Regions from separate parts of the Mus musculus genome. Here all the other regions are linked to region 2. Evidence: chromatin contacts called from public HiChIP or PLAC-seq and Micro-C data. All regions are on one chromosome and are shown on one strand. The core of a region is the stretch at or near the end of the contact, and the rest is flanking DNA. Distances in the headings are between cores, read along the strand shown.

Region 1 (2,700 bases), core at 143-2,642, 300 kb before region 2:
CTATCTTTCACACGTATTCAAAACTTAACTCAGAAAATACACAATTCCTTTGGAATTGGAGTGCACTTTAAAAAATAGCAACATTATGAGCTGAAAAATATTGCAATGTTTGACTCTATCAAAATCTAAAATTTCACACTTTAAAAATGTCACAGTGCACTAGGAATGTAGCTCAGTGGTTAGTACACACAAACATCACAAAGATAAACAAATAGTCACAAAAATAGGAATAATAGCTGTAACAAATCAGTACATGATGCCTAGTGTCCCCACAACACAAAACTTACCAAAAATGCAATTTTAAAAATGGAAAAAAGCATGAACAGCTAAGGAATGGTGCTCAGGTTTACCACTAAGCACAGAAATCAAATTCTAAAAGCCAGGTAACTTTACATTCGCTGGAGTTGCCAGTAGGCAGAGACCAAAACTGGATTCCTGAGAAGCCGGCAGCAGAGCAGCCACACAACCAGAGCAGCTTGGATCCCTGCTCGGGCAGGTGAGCAAGGGCACCCGTTCTGTAAAATAGAAAAACTGGAAAATATTTGTGTTGCTAAAATGTTAGCTGGATGTAATAACCTATGTCTGCAATCCCAGCACGGGGAGGCTGAAGCAAGAGGAGTCTACAAAAGGAGACGAAGTTTTATAGTCTCACTAGACTTGGCTTCAGAACTGCATACATTAGCAGTTATAGAAACTAAAGACAACACTGAAGAGGTTTTTTTAAGATAATGTTGAAACGTTGAACAAAATTGCTTTTAAAATTCACAGCACAGTGGACCTTTATACATAGGACATAACGATGAAACATAACACTAGAATCTAGGCAGAAAATATCCACCAGAGGAAGGAACAGGAAGGAGGGGCTGAGACTGAGCCCGAAAGGTGTCATCACAGACAGCTGTCATCTGAGAACCTCACTTCAGGTGACAGCATAGCAAGCAAGTTCACTTACACCAACTAAAACATTCCAAAGCCTGTGTCCCGTCCAGGCCAGCGCTGGCCAGCACTTCCTTAAGGAGCACCTGACTGTATGTGTGCATTTGTGGGTGGGGTCCGGGAGCTTTCCTGTATTTTCTCTTGCATTTAATTAACCAAGCCAAAATATTAAGGCTATATTTAATTTCATTTAATTAGAAATAACAGGCCAGGAGTAAGGGTCCACATCTTTAATCTCGGCATCAGGAGAGCAGAGGCAGGTAAAGCTATGTGAGTTAGAGGCATGGAGAGGTCCAGGCCGGCCAGGGCTACACAGTAAGATCCAGCTCAAGAAAGAACAGCAGCAAATGCTACCTCAGGCCCCTCTGCTGGCAAGCCCTCATCCGAGAAGGCACCTAGTCTGAGCTGTTGGCAACTCCCCAGGATGCAGTGAGCACAGGGAACTCGCCCCCTCCACCCCGCCCTATTCACAGTGCTGTTCACTGCCCTCTCTCTTTACTGCTATGCTCACCCCACTCTCCTCAGCCTAAGCCTTGCACAACATCCTCAAAGCAAAAATAGGAAAAAAACAAAAAACAAAAAACCTTCAAACAATGAGGCCAAGACTACACAAAATCTTCAACAGACAGACACAAGTGAGGCCTGGACAGATTTACTGATAGTACAGTTCCAGTAGCCAGGCCCTGATGGAAGCCCTCAGGACCCTGTAAGCATTCCTGATGTCAAATTGAGGATCCCTAGGAAGACAATGCAGTCTATCACATGACTATTCCCCAGACCTCAATCCCATCTCCTGCCAGGCTGCATGGGGCTCAGCTTCCACCTCTCCATGTCCACATCCAGCCTGTAGCCCCTTGGATCACAGGCTTGCTTCAGCCCTGATGCCTGCCTGCCCTCCCTCCCTCCCTCCCTCCCTCCCTCCCTCCCTCCCTCCCTCCCTCCCTCTCTCCACTCTTCTTACCTATCCTCCCTTCTTCCTCTTTTTCTCTCTCCTGCACTATGGAATATGAGTCTGGTGCAAGCCAGGCCAGCTCCAGATCCATCTCTCCTGAAGCCACTTCAGCACACACATCCTCAAACCAGTCTTGTAAATGAGACCTCTGCAAACAGAAACCTCTCAGCACAAAAGCAAGCACTGGGTGAGTGAGTGGTCCAGGGTGACTGAGGCCTGCACCTACCTCAACACCCACACGTCTGCCCTAGCGTCTTCAACTGTGTTTCTGGCAAGGCTCTCCCATAAGAACTGCAGCCAACAGTACCGTGGTTTGGGGCTGGAGAGATGCCCAGTGGTTCAGAGCACACACCACTCTTGCAGAGGGTTTGAATTTGTCTCTCAGTATCCATCTCAGGTGGCTCAGCACTGCCTATAAATCCAGTTCCAAGGGACTCGATATCCTCTTCTGGACTGTGCAGGGCTCTGCACTCACGAGTGCACAAACCCACGTGCACACAAACACACACACATAAACTACAAAATAAAAAGATGAGGATGAAAGGATGGCTCTGTAATTGAGAAACCATCTGTAACTCCAGTCCCAGAGAATCCAATGCCCTCTTCTGACCTCTGCAGGCACCACACACACATGATGGATAGATATACATGCAGGCAAAACACCCCTATGTAGCAGAATTTTCCCTGTCCAATTATTTTAAATATTAATACAACAAGAAGCCTGGGATTGAACAGGGAAAGGGGAGGCAAAGCTAAGAGTTGCAAAGACAGGGAGTGACACAGGAGACGGGGAAAGATGGAAGATGAACGGG
Region 2 (2,700 bases), core at 95-2,594:
GAAACAGCTTAGCAGTATTTCCATTTTTAAATCTTGAGCACACACAACGTTCACGCTGATGCATTTCTCTCGGTGTAGAGACATTTTTTTCCCACTCAACCTGTCCGCTTGGTTTTTTGTACGGCAGCCTCCGGTCTCACGGTGTTTAAAACATGACGTCGGACGGAGAAACTACAGCTGGAGTTAGGATCTAACGTTGTCCTGCCACGGTTGCGCCGCACTAGGGAAGCCTACGTGGGACTCCGCCAGGCCTGGAGCGGCCCACGCCCGCAGGGGGTCGCGGACGCACGTGCGCGCACCGCACGCGGGTGCACGCTCCGGAGTGTTTACATCGATCCCTCCCCCCTCCTCCGGCCGGGCTGGACCCTGATCCCGGATGCCCGGTCCGCAGCTTAGCGCCCGCCAGAGCCCGAGTTGCAGCCACCGCCGCGTCAGAGCGGGCGGGGGAGGGGCGGTGAGGTCAGCGGCGGCGGCCGGGTAGCGCGGGGCGCATGCGCGGACTCAGCCCCGTGAGTGGCAGCAGCGCGCTGGGGGCGGGGGCGGGAGGCGCCTGTGTGTGGGCGAGCCGGCGGCGAGTTTGAGAGGTCTGTGGTGCGGGTCGCCCCGGGGGACCCGGGTGCAGGCCTCGCGCGACGGCCACTGCCGTGTGCGTGTGTTGTTTGTGTGGTGAACGCACAGCCGCAAAACTTCCTCCTTTGCTGCCCCCAGAGAGAGAGCGGGCGTGGGGGAGCGTTCGCGAGCGAGCGAGAGGGATCCCAGCGTGAGGGAGCCAAGCTTGATGGGGCCGAAAGCTAGCGTGAGGGAGCGATCCTGAGCGTGAGGCAGCAAAGCGCCGGCCGGAGAGCGGGCAAACGATAGGGAAGAGCGAGAGCTAGCCGTGCGTTGAACCGAGCGTGAGGGAGCTAGCCACAGGGAACGCCGTGAGCGAGCAGTGTGTGAGGGAGCGATCGCCAGCGCGCGACCGAGGGGCCGGCGCTCGCACCACCCCGGAACCCACCACAACAACTGGAGCAGCTGTCAAAACTTCGCCGCGGCGTGGGCCTGACGGGCTGACGGCGCGGGGGAGGGGTGGCTGGCCCCGCCCCGGCCCGGCCCGGCCCGCCGCCCCCCTCCGCGGCCCTTTCTCCTCCCGCCGCGGGCGGCCTGGGGGAGGGGCCGGGCGGAGACCCCTGCGGCCGCCCCCGGCCCGCGCCCCTCGCGTCGCGCCCCGCCCCGCCCCGCTCGGCGCCGCCCTCCGGCCCGGCCCCGCCGGCCCCAGCCTTGGCCGCGGCGCCCCGCCCCGCGCGGCCGGCCCCGCCCGCCCCGCCCGCTTGCCCGCCGCCCCCCGCCGGCCCCTGCGCGCCGAGTGCGCGCGCCCGCGCCGATGTGTGTGAGTGCGTGTCCTGCTAGCTCCATGTTGCCGCCTCTCCCGGTACCTGCTGCTGCTGCTGCTGCTCCCGGGGCTGCGGGAAATGCGAGAGGCTGAGCCGGGGAGGAGCAACTCGAGCAGCAGCAGCGGCGGCGGCTGCGGCCGCTGCGGCGGGAGGAGCCCCCCAGGAGGAGGACGGGGATCCATGTGTCTTTCCTGGTGACTAGGATGTCGTCGGAGGAGGACCGGAGCGCGGAGCAGCAGCAGCCGCCGCCAGCACCCCCCGAGGAGCCCGGAGCCCCGGCCCCGAGCCCCGCAGCCGCAGACAAAAGACCTCGGGGCCGGCCTCGCAAAGATGGCGCTTCCCCTTTCCAGAGAGCCAGAAAGAAGTAAGTTGAGCGCGAGGGAGCCAGGCGGGCGGCCAGCGGCGGCGCGGCCCGGAGCTGTCAGGCCCCCGGCCCGGTGGGGGCGGGGCGGCCCAGGCGCGGCCCGGTTCGGCGGCGCCCGCGCAGGTCCCGCCGGCCGCGCCGCGCACTTTACTTTGGAGTTCGGCCTCGCTTCTGGGAGAACCGCCCGGCGGCTTCCCCAGGGCCTAGCCCGGCGTCCGCACACGCCCCGCCGAGCACGCCCAGCTTGCTGCCGGCCCGGCCTCTCGGAGCCACAAAGCTGTGGGCGCCAGGGACGGAGCTGTCAAACGCCGCGGCCGGGTGGTCCGGGTGCGGCGGCCGGCGCTCTTTGTCAGCTCGCGGCTCCTTTAACTTTTCTTGCTCCCAGACCGGTGCTTTTGCTTCTTAATGATACATTAGGAAGCCATTCGAGCCTGTCCTCCCCATCCCCCACCGCCCCGAACCGCACCGCCCGGCTCCGCAGCCGGCGCTCGGGATCGCACGGGCCCAGGTGTAAGCGGGCGAGTCGGAGTTTCGGGAACGCGGCCGGGTTCCGCGGCGCTGACGGCCCAGAGCACTTTGTTTAGGGGAGACAGCTTTAAACGTCGCTGGACGAGTAACTTCAACTCCAGCTGGGCAGGCAATGGCTTTCGATTGTTTTTGAGCGTCCGTGAGGACTGTGCCGGGTGGATGAACTGGGCAAGAAGTGTTGTCTTAAAAAGTGGTTATTCGGCAACTTGGCTTGAAAATTAAGGAAACCGTTTTAGTGCCAATGAGTTAGTTGATCAGCAATAGTGGCTCTTCGGGGTGCTGCGGAAGATTGGTGACCGTCTTTCAAAGTTGCAGAATGGCGTGTGTTGCTTACTCATTTCATTGTATGATATTCTCATTGAACTGTTGGCGGTGGAAGGGTGCGCTGGGACTTGCAGGAAGAAGTCAGCACATTTATGGATAGGCTGTTTGTTT
Region 3 (2,700 bases), core at 179-2,678, 400 kb after region 2:
AGCCAGGCTGGGGAGGAGGGTGACGACACCGACACCGGGTTAGAACCTTCAGAGGACTCTCCAGAAGCTGCTTAGGGATACTGGTTGGGGGCTCTGGGGAGGAGGTGTACTTCATTCTTGTTTTGAAAGTGTGGTAGCAGGATGTATACAAACTTACCTGATGAACCAAGGATCGCCCCCTTCCCCCCAGCTGTAGGGTTTTACCTAATTTGCAGGAACTTGGCTGGTACCGTGGAAATCCAGGGGATTGCTGGACCCAGCAATGGGTTTCTCATGGGACAGACAGGTCCTTTACTAAATCATGGTCTTAAAGTGGTAACCACATCCTCTACGGTGGGAGAGCAGGAAGAGGAGTAAAGGCCATCTCCTTACCCGTGTCATGTCTTCGTCAAAGGAACCCCTATCACGTTTATGCTATAGGTACTGTCCGTGTATTACTGTTTACAGGGAGCAGGTGGGCTGATGTTAGCTTCAAAGAGCTGGAGTGATCACTGGGGTCAGCCGGTATTCAATTCTGAGCAGGAGAGGAAGCACGCCCCTCACTCAGACCAGAAGCCAAGGTCCTGCTGCCTGGGAGGAACACCAGGGCCCTGAGCAGCCCGCAGTACCAGATCTGCAGCCAGTGGCTCTGAAGATCCGGGAGCACGTGGCGTGTTCGCCCTGGTTTCAGGCTCCGACGCACCCATTTCCTCTCGTGGTTTTAGGACTTCAGCATTTACTGAGACCAGAGCGCCTTTGCCAAAGATCAAGGTTTGTTGCGCAATCTTTGATGAATCTGAAAAGAACCAAGTTGTGGAGAAAAGCCTGCACTCACCACGCCACAGGCCGCTCTGGACAGGATGGGGTTCCCTACGCCGCAGGGGGGCGGCGTTGCGAGAAGCGAGTGCGGTCACCCGAACCACTTTGACCCGGGGCTTCAATCGTGGCGTGGTCGGGCTGCGGGTGTGTGTTTCCGGGGGCTGGACCTAAACAGAGACACAGCAAAACCAGATGGATCAGAATCAGCTCCTGGCGAGTCCGGAGCTGGCCTACCTTGAGACAGAGAGTGCACGGCGACCACCCGGGGGCAGCGTGGGCCGCGTGGAGTGGGACAGTGGCGCCGCACGCCGCGCACTTCCTGTTCAACGCGCGCGCCGCCTGCCACCGCCCAGCGCTCCCAGAGCCTACGTTGGTGCCAGACCCGGCCCCCACAGTTCCCCGGGTCCCGGGGGCCGCGGCTCAGAGGCCGCCCGGGGCGGGCGCCCTGCCCTATTCTCCCCTAGGGGCTGGGGCGCGCCCTTCGGCCCGCAGAACCCAGCCAGCCGCCGCCACAGTTTATTCCTGCGGCCACGCGCCAGCCCAATTGCGACGAGTCTTCGCCTTTGCACCTCCTCTTCCCCCTCTGCCCTCCCTCTCGCCCAAAGAGGAGGCCCTCCGGGTCCCAGGCTCCCTGTCGCTTTATTGTGCGGCCCAGGGTTATGCATTTCTCTACCAAGTGTCTCTGGCCACCGTTTCCATCGAGGCACAGACACGAGAAGGCTGTTTTCCAAATTGCTGTTGTTAATTGCACCTGCCTGGCCGACTACCTCTGGGAATTTGTGGGAGGAGCCGAGAGGTGGAAAATGTTGCTTCGCTTTGCAGAAGGAGGAAAACTTTATCACCCAGCACAAGACTTCTGCCACGCGTAACCAAAAGTAGCACGGGCCGAGACTCTGCACCCAATGATTCCGTAGGAGAAAGAGGACGCTCCAACCCGGCATTCCGCGGACTGCCAGCCCCTCGGGTGGAGCCCCGCGTGTTACCTGCGCCACCCGCCCTCCCCGCGGAAGTCCCCACGAGGTGTTTTCAGGGTGGGAGGACAGTCATAAAAAGCGCGTGGCTCCAGTGTAACGGCAGCAGTCCTGGGAGGCAGCGAGGGGACCGAACCCCGGGGACGAGGCACCGGAATTAACTTCTAGCTAAAGTTATGGGAAGCGCAGCCATGGACACCAAGAAGAAGAAAGAGGTTTCCAGCCCGGGCGGGAGCAGTGGCAAAAAGAACCCTAGCCTGAAGAGGCGGTCACTGCGAGTGCACATTCCGGTGAGTCCCATCCCTGGAGCTCCAGACTCCCGCGGCGCCTAGGCGGTTAACAAGGGACACTCTGCGCGCGCCGTCCTGTCCCTCCTGTCCCTTCGGGAGGCTGGGGAGGGGGAGGGGCAGGGCCCAAGCTGGGCCGCAGAGCCCGAGATTGGATCTTGGTCCGTACTATAGTGGAGCTATGGGATTGTCTAGGACAGAGGCAAGGGTGTCTGCTGGGAAGCGAGTACGAGAAGCGCGCTCCCGGGTGCGCAAAGCCTGGTGGCGGACTGGGCGTAGCCCTGGATCGGGCCGGTGCGGGTGCTGGGGAGGGGGGTGGTGAGTTGTGTTGTTTTGTTGAAAAGGACCTCTTGTGAAGTGCGGGGAAGCGTGAGTTGAGGAGCCGCCGCCGCCACCGGGGACTGAGGAAAGGAGTGGTGGGTGGGAATATCGCGGGGTGCCACGGTGAGGCAGCACCCCCAAATAGCTCTCCCTCCACACCAATTTCAGGATGCATGTGAGTCGCGGCTGGAGCCCTTTGCAGTGATTCCCGTGGTTTGACTCCAGGAATATTTTGTGCCTCGTGGAATTTGGGGGCTTGAGGTTTTCTCGGCTTACTATACAGGGCTATTGCTAACTTCAGCCCAGAATACCCTGCCACCTTG

The links. A called contact is a pair of places that touch in the nucleus more often than the background predicts. HiChIP or PLAC-seq counts read pairs in DNA pulled down with a chosen protein or histone mark.
Region 1: a contact with region 2 is called in an H3K4me3 HiChIP or PLAC-seq map of forebrain, with 8 times the contacts expected there. The contact joins the enhancer-like site here to the promoter of Kmt2c in region 2. A contact is called at or near these places in 2 of 39 promoter capture datasets (3T3-L1-derived adipocytes and maxillary cranial neural crest), 1 of 484 Hi-C or Micro-C datasets (cerebral cortex) and 9 of 115 datasets of contacts at active chromatin or transcription factors (the 230-238 cell line, DN3 thymocytes, astrocytes and 5 more).
Region 3: a contact with region 2 is called in a Micro-C map of embryonic stem cells, with 4 times the contacts expected there. The contact joins the promoter of Prkag2 here to the promoter of Kmt2c in region 2. A contact is called at or near these places in 6 of 484 Hi-C or Micro-C datasets (embryonic stem cells, erythroblasts, granulosa cells and 1 more), 2 of 115 datasets of contacts at active chromatin or transcription factors (large pre-B cells and microglia) and 1 of 9 other capture datasets (adipose tissue).

The regions. Positions count from the first base shown.
Region 1 is chr5:25,800,628-25,803,327 of GRCm38.p6, reverse strand. All of the region lies in intron 2 of Actr3b (ARP3 actin-related protein 3B), which reads right to left. Among named protein-coding and RNA genes, the nearest start is that of Gm42237, 30 kb to the right of the region's middle. Within about 2 kb of position 1,392, at least 16 of the 459 cell types and tissues checked have an H3K27ac peak or open chromatin away from gene starts, as enhancers often do. A contact at or near this core is called in cerebral cortex and forebrain, where this site is marked.
Region 2 is chr5:25,497,427-25,500,126 of GRCm38.p6, reverse strand. It overlaps Kmt2c (lysine (K)-specific methyltransferase 2C), which reads left to right and starts at 1,344. Exons shown (of 59, transcript NM_001081383.2): 1 at 1,344-1,737. The coding sequence starts at 1,577. 4831440E17Rik (RIKEN cDNA 4831440E17 gene) reads right to left here and starts at 330. Exons shown (of 1, transcript NR_030700.1): 1 at 1-330.
Region 3 is chr5:25,099,370-25,102,069 of GRCm38.p6, reverse strand. It overlaps Prkag2 (protein kinase, AMP-activated, gamma 2 non-catalytic subunit), which reads left to right and starts at 1,428. Exons shown (of 16, transcript NM_145401.2): 1 at 1,428-2,059. The coding sequence starts at 1,946. It overlaps Gm42232 (a long non-coding RNA gene), which reads left to right and starts at 2,067. Exons shown (of 2, transcript XR_880887.2): 1 at 2,067-2,217. It overlaps 2900005J15Rik (RIKEN cDNA 2900005J15 gene), which reads right to left and starts at 1,095. Exons shown (of 1, transcript NR_027851.1): 1 at 1-1,095.